Linked DNA regions of Sus scrofa: all the other regions are linked to region 1. Evidence: chromatin contacts called from public Hi-C, HiChIP or PLAC-seq and promoter capture Hi-C data. All regions are on one chromosome and are shown on one strand. Each heading gives the region's core, a stretch centred on a gene start, on an enhancer-like site or on the middle of the called end of the contact. The rest is flanking DNA. Distances are from core to core; before and after follow the strand shown.

Region 1 (3,358 bases), core at 634-3,133:
GAGATAGAAATATTAAAAGAAATGCACAACATAAGGTGGAGAATGTGCCTGACCTCTGTTGGAAGTCTTTAGTTTTCTTTTTTTATTATTAATTTTACACTGATGATCTTGAATGCTCCTCTACAGGTAATTTATCTGTAATGGGATGGGTGAGAAGATTCTCAGTGTAATAAATACTCAAGGTGGGAAAGAAGTGAGTCTGTAACCAATAGTGAAAATGTACTTTCTTGTAGGCTAAAGTCAGAACTAGCTGTGGTCATGCTGGGTGGCTACTGCTCCCCCCCTTAAAAAAAATAAACATACAAAATACAAAGACATGCACCTCTGGGAGTGTGGATGTGGCAACTCTTGTGGTGGCTTTTCCCTCCTCTGAGTGCAATTGCCAGTGAGTCTTGCATTCAAAGTCTTGCTTTAGGCACACATTTCAAAGCACAGTTCAAAGCAGTTTATCTTAATATAAGTAAAAGTCTAGTGTTGGATCAGGGTGTTATTTGTTTCAGATTTCATCAGACTGAAAACAGGGGGCTGTAACATATTAACAATATTAAAGCAGAAAATTTTGGCATGAGGCTGCTCTTCAGTCCTCTTGACACCTCCACCTTTACCTTTGCAAGAAAGCCCAAAGGCAGTGGGACTGAAAGTTTATTTGTGCTCTGAGGTTCTCAAGCACTTTCACTCTTAAAACAACAACAACAACAACAACAACAAAAAAACCTCACAGTTCTTTAAGAAACTGAGCCTGAACCACTGGAGGCTAAGAGATTTCTTCCTTTTCCTATAAATGCCTGTGCTCAGCATCCTCAAATTTGGCTGTCTTTATTTACTTCTATATTAGTTCCAATTATGTGCAGTGTAAACCAGCTTTTTGATTAACAAAACAGCAGAGCATTGGTTAAGAACACTTAAACTTCAAAAAAAATTCCCCTGGGAAGTGGGCTCTGAATTGGTTAATAATGTGCAGTACTTGCTAAATTGCTGACTTCCAGATGTGGAAAATATCTTTCTTGTTTAGGACCTATGTAACCTGATTGGATTACGACAGAAGCGTCACGTTGGAAGCTTTTGAGTGATTATTTAATTAACCATACAGTAGAAAGCTGTATTCTCCAGGAAATCCCTTCCATATTTACATAACCAATCCCTTCAGAGCAAAGGTGGAGTCTTTTCTTTTTAATTTTACTTTAATTGCAATATCAAAAAATGTATACTCCAAAACTTAGACCCCATGCCGTTTAATATCATGCTCATCCTTCCCTGCTAAGTTCCTCTATGGCCTTTCTCCTATTCCTCCTGCCTCCCTACACACACACACACACACACACACACACACACACACTCCCTCACTTTGTAGTGAGGTCTCCGTGAGATGTAGAGAGACTCAGAGATCGAGGCAACTCAGCCCGCTATGTTAATTCACTTAGAGACCCTTTTTAAAAATGCCAAACCACTTTTTAGTATTGGGATCCAATCCAGAAATTCATCACACACACACACCCCCAACACACACCCTAAAATGCAGTTCACATGCAACATTTTTTTTTTCTGGCTCTGGCATCTAAAAAGACAAAAAAATAAGAGAAAGGGCAAAAAATTTAGTTCCAGAAGCTGTGCTGAGAAATCCACACAACTTAATGTGCATCTCAAATCTGGTCATTAGAGATATCTGTATAAGAAGAAGCGATCTGGATTGAAGAACCGGGATCTTTCCCTTTAACTTTCGCCCCTTAAGAGTTCTCCAGTTCTGTGAATGGTGTGCACCGTTTTCCGCCCTGTACTCTGTAGGATTTAGTGATGAGGAGATGAGGATAATGATGCCAAAGGCTTTACGGGGGGGGGGGGGGCGTGGAGAAGGGAGGGAGGGAGGCGAGAGGGAGGGAGAGAGGAAGGGAGGGAGGTGGAATTTCATTTCTTCCACTAAAGCGTTTGCGGAGACTTCAAGGTATAATCTATCCCAGATCCTTTCCCAGAGAGAAACTTGGCGATCACGTTTTCACATGATGCTCACGCTCAGGGCGCTTCAATTATCCCTCCCCACAAAGATAGGTGGCGCGTGTTTCAGGGTCTCTCTCTCTCCTACAGAAAAGAAAAAGAAAAAAATGTCATTAGAAGAGGCGTAACACGTCAGTCCGTCCCCAGGTTTGTGTTTCCTGGAGTGGCCGAAAGAGATCAGTTCTAACCTGCTCCGCAGGAATAACGGTCCTGCCTCCCGACACTCTTGGCGAGGTTTTGTACAGTTTGCTCCGGGAGCTGTTTCTTCGCTTCCACCTTTTTCTTCCCCACACTTCGCGGCTTCTTCATGCTTTTTCTTCTCACCATTTCTGGCCAAAACTACAAACAAGACTTCGCAGGTAGGTTTTTTTCCCCCTTTTCTCTCTTTTTATTCCTTTTTGGCATGGTCATCCCCCACCCTCCTTTCATGATTTTCTCCTTTTAAGTGAGGATGGGAGTCTGAAGTGCGAAGGAGTGTCTGTGGGTAGGAATTTCAGGTGGGTTTAGCTCCTTTACGGCAAGCTTTTCCCAAGAGTGACTTCTTGGATTTCTCTCTCACTCCCTCTCTCTCTCCTTCCTTTTCTCTTTTTTCCTCCTCCAAATAATTTGCCCTGTACCTGTCCATTCAGGTAACCAAAGGTGCCTTTTGCTACCCAGCCTAGGAAAAGTTTTATTGAGAACTATGTGGTTGGAATAAAAACTCTTCAGGGGGAGAGGTTCTGCTCTATTGTCATGTCTAATTCCAATTCATTGTATTCAGCAATTAAAACTTGGCAAATACCTGTTAATAATTACAAAACTTGATGGATACAAACCTACCAAATTCGGGAGCAAGTCTTTCTCTTAGATATGGCAGTCCAACCTTTTCTACCGAAGAAGGCTGTTTTCTAAGCAGAAAGTTGCTTGTTTTTGTCTGCTTAGCGAGTTTCATTTCTTTATTTCATTCTTTGTGTGTGTGTGTATGTGAAGTAACACCTCACTTCTGTGATGATAAATAAAGAAGTGAAAGTCCTCATGGAACTTGAGTCGTTTACCAAAGTAGTGGGGGGGGGGGTCACTACAGTTGGGAAGAAAACTGTCAGGATATTAGAGTTTTAAATTAGGGATAACTTTTGAAATTGTATTTCAAATGGCAAAGTAATATAGACATGGATTTCACAGGAGACACATACATACAAATATTCCATGCCATACTTTGGCACTGAAAAGTCAAGAGAGATAGCAGGAGTTCCCAGGAACAGTGGTGAGCCCCGCTAACATGAATGTGTTTATCTCCCACTTACTTATATATTTTACATGCTCCCCCTATAATGATGAAGGCAAGATTACTAACTCCAGAGTTAGAAATAACAGGCAAAGATAAAGTTTA
Region 2 (3,230 bases), core at 645-3,144, 960 kb after region 1:
AGTAACTGTCCTCATATAAACAAACCCCCAGCACAGATTAATTATTATGAGCTATGATGTCATAATAGTTACCCTGTATCACAATCATGGTTGTAATAATCAGTAGGTAAACAGAACAGGTGGTATGGAAAGTGCTCCTCACTCTCCCATCCCAGTGCCTCTCATTTTTTTTTAAACATTTATTGGGCATTTACTATGTATCTGGTATTATTAGATTCTGCCTTTAGCTCTTGCATAAACTAAATATATATATATATTCATTATTATAAAATTAAATATATTAATATATAAATTTTTCAACATATATTTGGCTCTCAGATAAAAAAAAAAAACTTGTGTACAAGCCTACGAGTTTATCTGTGATTAATTTCTGCCAGGTAAAATGTATTTCAAGACTTTGAACATGTGTTGAAATCATTGGGTTTTGAAGAACTATCCATTAAAGACTTTCTGAACTGTGACAATGGATATTGACAGTGCTTGTCAGACTAAACCACTATTGATTGGCTCACATCATGTGTATAGCAAAACCAATTTCTTTCAAGTGCTTCTTCCTAACTGAAATACATTATTGCAGCCTTCCTCTCTGTTTATTATAACACCAAAGCTCATCACATGTAACACATCCAGCAAAAAAAGGTTTCACAATGAACAAAGCAGCAAACGGCAGCACAGACAGAAATAAAGGCACTTAGCAATCCAAATACTCTTGTGCTGTAAGTTGCTATCCCTTTGGAAAATATCGATCTCTTGCAGAGTCTTGTTTTTATTTTACAATCCTCTTGAATATGGAAAGATCATGGACTAACAGAGCTTTGCTATTGTTTAATGATCCTGTGACTCTCACGGTTCCTACCCCTGAATGAAACTATTTTAAGTATTGTGTGTATGTTAAAGTTGTGGGAAAGAAAGTGTTTATGCTGGGTCATTGCTCCCCTGTCCACAAACATATGCAGCCCTACACACACACACACACACACACACACACACACACACACACTAGGGATGTGACTTTTCCCAAGCCTTAGAACATTTTTCTCCAGTGAGTGACTCAGGCCAACTTTGACCATATGCTACATATTGTACAGTTTTATTACTAATTTGAATTTGCATTGTGCCTTTCTTCCCAAGAGGGCAAATTCCTTACTGAAACAATACTCTTACATAACAAAGAGCAATTTTCATAATACCCTCATGAGTGGGAAGAATTTCAGATTTATTTTTTTTATTTGAAAATATTATTAAACAAAATTTAAAAGCATACCTTTCACAAATACTGACTGATCATATCTCATGCTTCCTACAGTGAGCATTCCAAGGCCTAAAGAACCTCCGGTCCTAGTTCTGACCCTCTAAAAAGCTCACAGTTTACTGTATGCCAATGCCTGGGAAAAGCAGGGTATTCCTAGGTTTTTGGGATAATTCCCAGGATATTTCTAACACTGACAAGCCTCTAAACAAATGATTCTTAGAACTCCTATGAGTTACTCTGATGATAAAACTGGGAAGACTTTGGTTAAGTTTACAAGTACTCTAATTAAATATGGTGTGGTGCTGCCAGCTTCTCTCCATTCTAAGCATGCCTAGAAATTTAAAGAAAAAAAATTGCTTAGGAGGCTAGCAAATGCTACACAAGCAAAATGTATCATCACTCAAAGCCCCTCCTTATGTGACAGTTTCCAAGTTTACTTGAACATTCAAGACTAGGATTCCCCCCAAGATAAGGATTCCATTGAGTCTTGCCTCCTGCTCCTCCACGCTATGGCCCAGGAAGACGGCACGCTCAGCGTCCTGGACCATGTTCTTCCTCTGGCTTTGCCCTGCGGCCATGGCTTTCTCACCCCCACATTCTCTAGCTCTGAGACAGGCTCCTGGCCTGGGGCCTGTTCTCTTGGCACTCTCCCCAGCGGTCACTCTGTCCTGAAGAACGGTTGGTTGTCAGAGTGGCAGCCTCCCATGCCTTCTTGAGGACATCGGAAATCAGGAATTGTCAGGCCAGAGTCAGTTAGTCTCTCACAAAGTAGTTTTACTGGGACAGAACCCTCTATTAGAGGCATCATTTTGACATAAGCTTCAAGCTATTTGCTCCAAAATGTGCTTGCAAGCCACTGAGACCCTCCCCCACAGGAAGGGAATTAGAAAATGCAAAGGGTGGGCTGAGCAGAACTGAGGACACAGTATGTAGTCCACGGCTAAGTGATCTGGGATAGTGGAGCGGTTTGTCCTCACAAATGCTGACAGACAGCTGCAATTTGCAGCTGGCAGTGAGCTTATGCTTGCTAAACAAAGATCTAGCTGGAGCCGGTGAATTCTTGGCTCCACTGCAATAATCATAATTCATAACATACATTTCTAAAGAAGGGGAAAAAAACTAGGAAAAGACCCAGAAAGACCCATATGATTGTGACATTTGATGTGGTCATAATATAGGCTGTTTTATTTGTTCTCTACTTTAAATCTATCAGGCGTCCTTTATGGAGACGATGGTTGCCAAATCTGTGACAAATTAAATGGATTTCTGCTTTCCAGTCACACCTTCAGATTAACTCTTCCCTCCATTAAAAAAGAGTGATGGGAAATTTACTTTCTGCCAAAATCCAATTATTATCCCAAATATTTTATTTCTTTTCCTATATGAGTTAATTGTAATCAAATTGCCAAGCTTTCCCTTTTTTTTGACCACCAGATAACCCCATTCTTGGGCATAGTTTATGTTGGAGTCACAGACTGGAGTGAATTTTAGGACATATAAGAATAAACGTTCCTTACTTTTGAGATGAGAGAAAAGACACCCAAATTGCTTAAGTCACTTGCCTAAGAGTAAGGAGCAGGGTAAAGGTTCTATTCAAACATCTCAACCATCATTTCTAGGATTTTGTCAGCACATCTTTATGTCTCTTTAATCCCAGATTTAACTTTATTGGAAAAACTGTCCTAAATCCAGAAGAATGTTCTAGAGGAGCCAGGTCTGTGGCTCTAGGCGCCCACTACTGGCCTAATTCTTCCAGTGATTAGGAATTTTAGATCTGACTCTAAATGCCATCATTGCCCTCAATTGATTTTGTTTTATTCTACATATTTAGAAAAAGAGTTTTGAATATAATATGGAAATATATTTAAATTTATATGCATAATTATGCATAATAATATGAAAAATACATGCCCCAAGGGGGGAATTACAGTAGCCTTCCTTCTGACATGTAGCAATGCTCTGTTTTGCTATTATCCTT
Region 3 (3,147 bases), core at 73-2,572, 550 kb before region 1:
TGAACCTACCAATAGGATCTATCAGTAAAAGTATTTTTATATATCACACATTTATTTTGTTGCTATAGTGCATTTGTCCAGAAAGTTATAATTATTATAAGTATATTTTAAAGCCAAATAGAACCACAAATGTTTACATTTTGTTAAATACATTAACAGTGACCCTCTTGCCAAAACAAGGCATTTTATTTTACAAATATTATTAGTAAATATGTGTTTTTCTGGTTTTAAAAATATGTACTTTATTGTAAAAAACAACATTCTAAAGAAATATAGTTCTGTACAATTTGGTAGGTTTGGGAATTTTTTAAAAATGTAGCCATAATATTCTTGTCATTAGCAGTCAAGTAATCTTGATTTTTTTCAAAAAAGCAATTAGCCTTTAAGAAAAATAAAAGCTAATTAAAAATGACAACTTAGTCATCTAAGCAAACAACAGCTCGGAACCAGTCTGTACTACCTACTATAAACTGATAATGTGGTAAAACTATGGTTTAAAATGACCTCTTTTCAATTACATTTTTTTTTTAAATTCCTCACAGCTGCAGAGAACTCACATGCTCTTTCCTGCCATGCTCGCTTGATTTATTCTCTGGAGTTGGTTAAACTTTTATGTATGTAAAGCTACATCCATACAAACCTTTATTTAAAAACTCATTAGTGCTTAAGTTAATGAATCTTCAGTTGTCCATGCTTTGAAACCTTGAAGATTCAAAAACCTCAAAAATAAAACAAAGGCATAGTTAAGAAGAATGTAAGATCAGGCTAGCAGCAAGCATTATGTCCTATGAAGCATTAATTTAATAACGAGACAGATATAAAATCTATAGTGAACCAGCATAAAGGATAGGAACAAAGAGAGATTTTTAAAAAATCATCCCATTGAGTTTCTGCATGTAAAATTGAAGAAGTTCTATAAGACATTCAAATACTCTTTAGAAGTCAAACAGGAAAGAGCAGCTTGAAATTGAATGTGTCTTCCTAATCCCCTCCTATTTACTCATTCTGAGTCTTATATTTTCTCTTCCTCTTCTCTTCTGTTCTATTCTTTGCTCCTGTGCATTTTACAGCTAACTCTACAGGTTTATTTTTCTGTACTTTTCTTCACTTTCTTCATTGGTCATACTGCACAAAATGAAGTTGCAGATGCAGTTAGAGTAGCAGAAAAAGGGCACAGTCTCAAAATCTGCTTGGTTTCATTTAGATAAGGCTAGACCCTTAGGGAAAGTAAAGAGCAAGGGCTGAAGCATGGTGTACTACATTGTGTCTTAGAGCCAAGTCCGTGAGCTTGCGCCCCTGTCACATCTGCCTTCCATGGCAGGGCTTGCTACTGGGGAGTTAAGGCCCTGAACAGAACTACTGATATGTCAGGAAGTGCTGGATGACTGTATTTTGCTGAATGATGAAGTAGCAACTGCTGGAAATAATAATAGGCCTTAAAATAGCAAAAATTCCTGAATGACTATATCAGGGAGTGACCAATTTCTATCATGTGTTGATGTCAATTTAGAGCATGGATGTTCCCTAGAGAAAAAAAGAAATGAGATTCCAGACCTGCTTTTTTTGTGTGTGCAAGAGATGGCAACTACATAAAAACCCCTTCCAGGCTCGGCTATAGAGCATACTGGAAATGTCAAGAGGCCAAATGACAGGAAATGCATTCTGTATAATCATGCTGCTCTTGTGTTTAATGTGGGAATAAGAAAATCCTCAAGAGCATGGCATTCCTGGATGGATTTGAAACCACAAAATGCCACAACTGCAGAGTTAAGGAACAACGTCTATAGACTAAAGCCCAAAAAGAAGTTACAGAAATCTCCTAAATGGAAAAGTGCATGCCATGTTAGTACATTTAAGTTAAAATTGAACGTTATTTTACTAGGAATCCAGGATCATTAACATCTGAATATTGCCTGGCCACCAGCCACAATCTCTCCATTCTTCACCCCATCTTCACTCCATGTGAAGTCATGGGAGAGGAGATATACTTGCAGTGGCTATGGATAAACCAATAAATTACCTTCAATCATCTGTTGCAGCAGGAAAAAGCTTGCAAACCTTGGCTAGAGTGGAAAACTCTTATTTTCTAAGTTATAGACAGACTTATGCCGCCCCAGGCTAAGTGGACAGCCAACACAGTTTACCCATATCCTATGGACCTAAAATTATGAATTGGTGACTACAAGCTAGAACAGACTCATAAGTGTATTGGCCTTCAATGTATTCTTGAAAATATGGATTCATTTGCAAACATTTAAAAACCAGAAGATTTTATATTTTAAAAAGCATACTGCTATTTTTATGGGGAAGAAAAAAAAAGATCTGGACCACAGGAAATATAGGCCAACTTGGGACATTTTTCCAGAGCTAAAACATGACTGCTCTGTTCATGAGGCAACATGTCCAGCATCTGCCACTCACTGTGGTGTCTCTTATACCAGATCTACTTTGTTCATTTTCATCACCTACCTGGCTTTGGATTTGAGACATTTGACCTAAATTCTATAGCTGAGCTTTGGCCTTCTCCATCTAAGAACCTCAATGGTAAGGAAGAAGGAGTTTAGAGAAAAGTACTTTGAGGGAGAGAGGGGGAAAAGTAAGAGTTTCTTCCTCAATAAAAACAATGTGATCGGAGTTCCCATCGTGGCTCAGCGGAAATGAATCTGACAAGTATCCATGAGGACGCAGGCTCAGTCCCTGGCCTCACTCAGTGGGTTAAGGATCCAGCACTGCCATGAGCTGTGGTGTAGGTCACAGACGTGGCTCAGATCCTGCATTTGCTGTGGCCGTGGTGTAGGCCAGAAGCTACAGGTCCAATTTGACCCCTAGCCTGGGAACCTCCATGTGTGTGGCCCTAAAACGACAAACAAAAAAACAAAACGACATGATTCATCCACAAAGGTTTTCTCAGGACAGGTCCCAATATAAAAACACACAAAGAAGAAGGGATGATAAAACACTTCCAGAAAAGACTAAAGAGAGTTTGAGGGGAGAGAGAGGGAATGAGGAAGAGAGAGACAGAAAATAGAGACAGGAGAGACTAGTACATTAGCATGTTAATGTCATAAATGTCTGACTGTTAATGTTAATGCCCCTTTTGGGAATCAAGTGCAGAATAGGACAAGGAGATTAGAGACAGGACTGAAA
Region 4 (3,356 bases), core at 296-2,795, 920 kb after region 1:
TATCAGGGCTTATAATGGAAAAACTCCCAGACCCAGAATTCTCATCATATAAATGACACCACCAAAGCATAATTTAAACTGTTGCATCTTGACATGTTGAGGTGTTGCATTATTTAAATCCTCCATCTACAACCAGAGGCTAATTTCCTAGGGTATTAATTTTGGCTCTGTTTCCGTCCAACTGACTCCAAGGGAAAAGTATGCTAAGAACCTAAACTTTAGAAAGAGGGTGGGAGTGGGGGCGGAGGATGGAAATTAGACTCAGCCTTTATCTGGGGAGAGACATTATTTATTTGTATGCATTCTGGACTCAAAAGTGTGGGAATATCCGCTGACTGATTTGACCAGAGCCACATTGCTGGATATGTTAGATAGCCTTTCTGGTTATTGAACTGCGCATTCACTTCCACGTTAACTTCTGTTATAATTAAGCTCTCTTTTTTGATAATAAGACCGTTGTGTGTTGCTTAATGTAGATAAAGTCCATGAAATTTCACTAATAAGTAAAGTGAATTAATTAATAACCACATCTATACATAGAATTTGTGAACATTCAGTGTAATCTTGCCATGTGTGACAAGATTTAACTTAGAAGCATTTGCTAAAGCAAGAGTACATTTCTCTGAATCAGGGAACAGGTATCAGGTAACTACAGCAGAGATGGCAACTGGTTCAATAGTCTGTCTTCTCTTCATTATAGACCTTACAAGCATGCCCTTTTATCAACATTTGTTTTCTTAATTGCAAAACACAGCTTTTTTCTCTCTCCCCACCTTGTCATCTCTGATTTCTTTTGGTTGTCTTTTCCCAGTTTCTCTTTTATACTCTCCCTGGATGTTTCCTGTTTACTCTTTTTTTTTTTTTTTTTTTTTTTAATTTTATCTTCCCTTTCTAGCCCTGAATGTGGCTTTCTTACAGACACAGAGGCCCCAGCATGACTACCCCAAAGAGCCAATTCCAACTTGGACCCAGCACAACACTATTGCTGTCAGGAAGGTGGCTGTCATTGGGTTGCATTAAAACAAAACAAAACAAAACAAAATAAAACAGAAAATACCAAAAACACTAAATTGGACTTAATTTTAACCCAGAAGTAGAAACTAAGGAAAATTTGCTGCAAACTTTCATGGAACTTCTTTGAGGATCATCTCTATTGTAAACAATGTGGATGTCTAACTTTAGGCATAAAAAGCAAGCACTTAAAAAAAAAAAAAGGAACACATAGGTCCATGCCCTCAGAAACATTTTTGTTCAGTCCACAAATATTCTCTGGGGAAAAAGAAATAGTGCTTATCTTGAACTTTTGATTTTACTTTTTGAGCATGTAATTTTTTATCAGTTTGTTTTGTTTTTGTTACTTTTTTTTTCACTCACTGCTTATAAAACCGGCAAGCAGAAGTCTCCCTGGAACAAGATAGAATCATAAAAGTTTTCAAGAATCTCGTCACAAACTAAACAGTACAAATTGCACATTCTTCATGGAAGTATCAGCCTCTGGTGCGTGCCTGGATCCAACTATAATAGATTACCCCAAAGTGGGAAAGAATGAACAGTACAAAATTAGCAGAGCTGGGAGCAGATCTCGTCTAGAGAAGGCATTATGATCTGCCCTGCAGGGGCCTAGATCATCAGGCAATGGGAAAAGACGATGTAGTTTTATTTTTGCAAGTGAACACTTAGTAATATCTCAAGAGGCAAACGGTTGCACTGAATATCAGCCTAATGGCTATACTACAATCATGTCTATTCTTTTTATAATAAATACATACATGTGTATGCCTTACTTAATACGCATATTAAGTAAAACACGTACTATATGTAGTAGTAAATATCCATGTATTTATGTACAGTCCTTGTTCTGAATTTTTATGACTCAGATAAGCATATTCCTGTGTAGGTGTATAACCATACCTTCCTATGCTATTAACAAATACATCCAAATAAATAGTCACATAATTAGAGAAACTATAATCTTATTGGATTCTTACTGTGACTTTTTCTCAAACATCATGTAACAGAAGAGGAATTACCAAAAAGAAACAGCTAAGGTATAATAATAATTTTAGCCATTCTTTTTCCAAGTTGCTATAATCTACCCAAAGATAACTAATTGTTCAAAGTAAACATTCCACTCCGACCACAAAAGGAATCCATTACACAAACATATAATTCACAGTCATTTTTAGTGGGTTGTAAACAGTTTGGAATGAGCATAAAATGGGACAAAAATCAAAGTGAGCATTTTGAAATGAAAAAGTGTTTGCTACAAAAGGTCAGTCCCTTTGCTTGGCAAACTATGTAGAAAAGCCTGGGAAAATGCTGATCACACAAGCAATGAGGGAATTTTAAAGCCAACAGCCTCCTTGTTTCTTTAAACAGACATCGGAACCTATAACTGGATCCTGTCAAACAAACGACAGCAAAAAAATATAACAGCTGCTAAGAAGTCAAGTAGAGAGATAAAGTTTTCGAGGCTAAGGACCTTCTCAGAAGGAGACTAAAGGTCTTTCTTAAATCTTTAAGCAAGGTTATGGATCCCAGGGTGGCTTTTAGGCACCGAGTCAAATATGTAATTTTGTGTATCATTCTTGTCATAGTATTTTGTGTTCCAGAAAAAAGAAAGAGAGGACAAAATTGTTGGTTAGCATCTGCTGAGGCATTCTGCAAAGTAGCTTATAGCTGGAATCATCAAATGTGGAAGACCTGGTATTACTTATTTTTAATTGTGGTAAAAAAAAAAAAAACCTAATATAAAATTTATCATTTTAACCATTTTTAAGTGTACACCTAGTGATATTAAGTGCATTCATATTATTTGCAATAGATCTGCATGTATCATTTTAATGTTGTTAAATAGTTTGGGGGCATATTAACCAGAATTGGGAATCATGGAGGAAGAATGAGTCATAACTATTTTCCAAAGGATGAATGCAAATCCAAATGAAATTTAAAAATTTTTTAAAACTAGCCCAATTCCCTTACAAACAAAAATATGTTGGATGCATAAAAGTAAATTTAGTGTAGAAACATATTCATTCATTTAACTCCATTATTATACAAAGGAAGTCTTTGGCAACGTATGGTATTATTGCGTAGAAAAAGGACTGGTTCACCATTTACAGGATGTTCTTTTGCGTATTTCCCAACAAGTGACTCCCTGTTTCACACTGTCACAGTGTGTCAAGAAAACAACCTGGGAAATAAAGCTGTAATTAAACTTCTGGTCTCATCAGGAGGCTAAAACCAGAAGAGTTTGCGTTTATTATTTGGGATTTATTATGGCATTACAAATATATTTTAAATAAAAATTATACATATTTAAGGTATGACATGATGGTTTGGTATACACATATCTA

The links. Promoter capture Hi-C pulls out the DNA fragments that hold promoters and counts their contacts. Hi-C and Micro-C count contacts between places; a contact is called where the count stands out from the background. HiChIP or PLAC-seq counts read pairs in DNA pulled down with a chosen protein or histone mark.
Region 2: a contact with region 1 is called in an H3K27ac HiChIP or PLAC-seq map of skeletal muscle, with 9 times the contacts expected there. The contact joins the enhancer-like site here to the promoter of ZEB2 in region 1. A contact is called at or near these places in 2 of 5 promoter capture datasets (fetal skeletal muscle and liver), 4 of 47 Hi-C or Micro-C datasets (embryonic fibroblasts, fetal skeletal muscle, heart right ventricle and 1 more) and 1 of 2 datasets of contacts at active chromatin or transcription factors (skeletal muscle).
Region 3: a promoter capture Hi-C map of fetal skeletal muscle shows a contact between it and region 1, with 2.7 times the contacts expected there. The contact joins the enhancer-like site here to the promoter of ZEB2 in region 1. A contact is called at or near these places in 1 of 5 promoter capture datasets (fetal skeletal muscle), 3 of 47 Hi-C or Micro-C datasets (embryonic fibroblasts, fibroblasts and retroperitoneal adipose tissue) and 2 of 2 datasets of contacts at active chromatin or transcription factors (alveolar macrophages and skeletal muscle).
Region 4: a Hi-C map of fetal skeletal muscle shows a contact between it and region 1, with 2.4 times the contacts expected there. The contact joins the enhancer-like site here to the promoter of ZEB2 in region 1. A contact is called at or near these places in 3 of 5 promoter capture datasets (fetal liver, fetal skeletal muscle and liver), 5 of 47 Hi-C or Micro-C datasets (alveolar macrophages, embryonic fibroblasts, fetal skeletal muscle and 2 more) and 1 of 2 datasets of contacts at active chromatin or transcription factors (skeletal muscle).

Annotation. Positions count from the first base shown.
Region 1 is chr15:7,496,996-7,500,353 of Sscrofa11.1, forward strand. ZEB2 (zinc finger E-box-binding homeobox 2) reads left to right here and starts at 1,884. Exons shown (of 10, transcript XM_021076506.1): 1 at 1,884-2,348. LOC110257199 reads right to left here. Exons shown (of 2, transcript XR_002339482.1): 2 at 2,235-2,328.
Region 2 is chr15:8,460,642-8,463,871 of Sscrofa11.1, forward strand. All of the region lies in intron 8 of ARHGAP15 (rho GTPase-activating protein 15), which reads right to left. Among named protein-coding and RNA genes, the nearest start is that of ARHGAP15, 350 kb to the right of the region's middle. Within about 2 kb of position 1,895, at least 21 of the 83 cell types and tissues checked have an H3K27ac peak or open chromatin away from gene starts, as enhancers often do. A contact at or near this core is called in fetal skeletal muscle and skeletal muscle, where this site is marked.
Region 3 is chr15:6,951,974-6,955,120 of Sscrofa11.1, forward strand. No RefSeq gene overlaps it. Among named protein-coding and RNA genes, the nearest start is that of ZEB2, 550 kb to the right of the region's middle. Within about 2 kb of position 1,323, at least 5 of the 83 cell types and tissues checked have an H3K27ac peak or open chromatin away from gene starts, as enhancers often do. A contact at or near this core is called in fetal skeletal muscle, where this site is marked.
Region 4 is chr15:8,412,571-8,415,926 of Sscrofa11.1, forward strand. All of the region lies in intron 9 of ARHGAP15 (rho GTPase-activating protein 15), which reads right to left. Among named protein-coding and RNA genes, the nearest start is that of ARHGAP15, 400 kb to the right of the region's middle. Within about 2 kb of position 1,546, at least 11 of the 83 cell types and tissues checked have an H3K27ac peak or open chromatin away from gene starts, as enhancers often do. A contact at or near this core is called in fetal skeletal muscle, where this site is marked.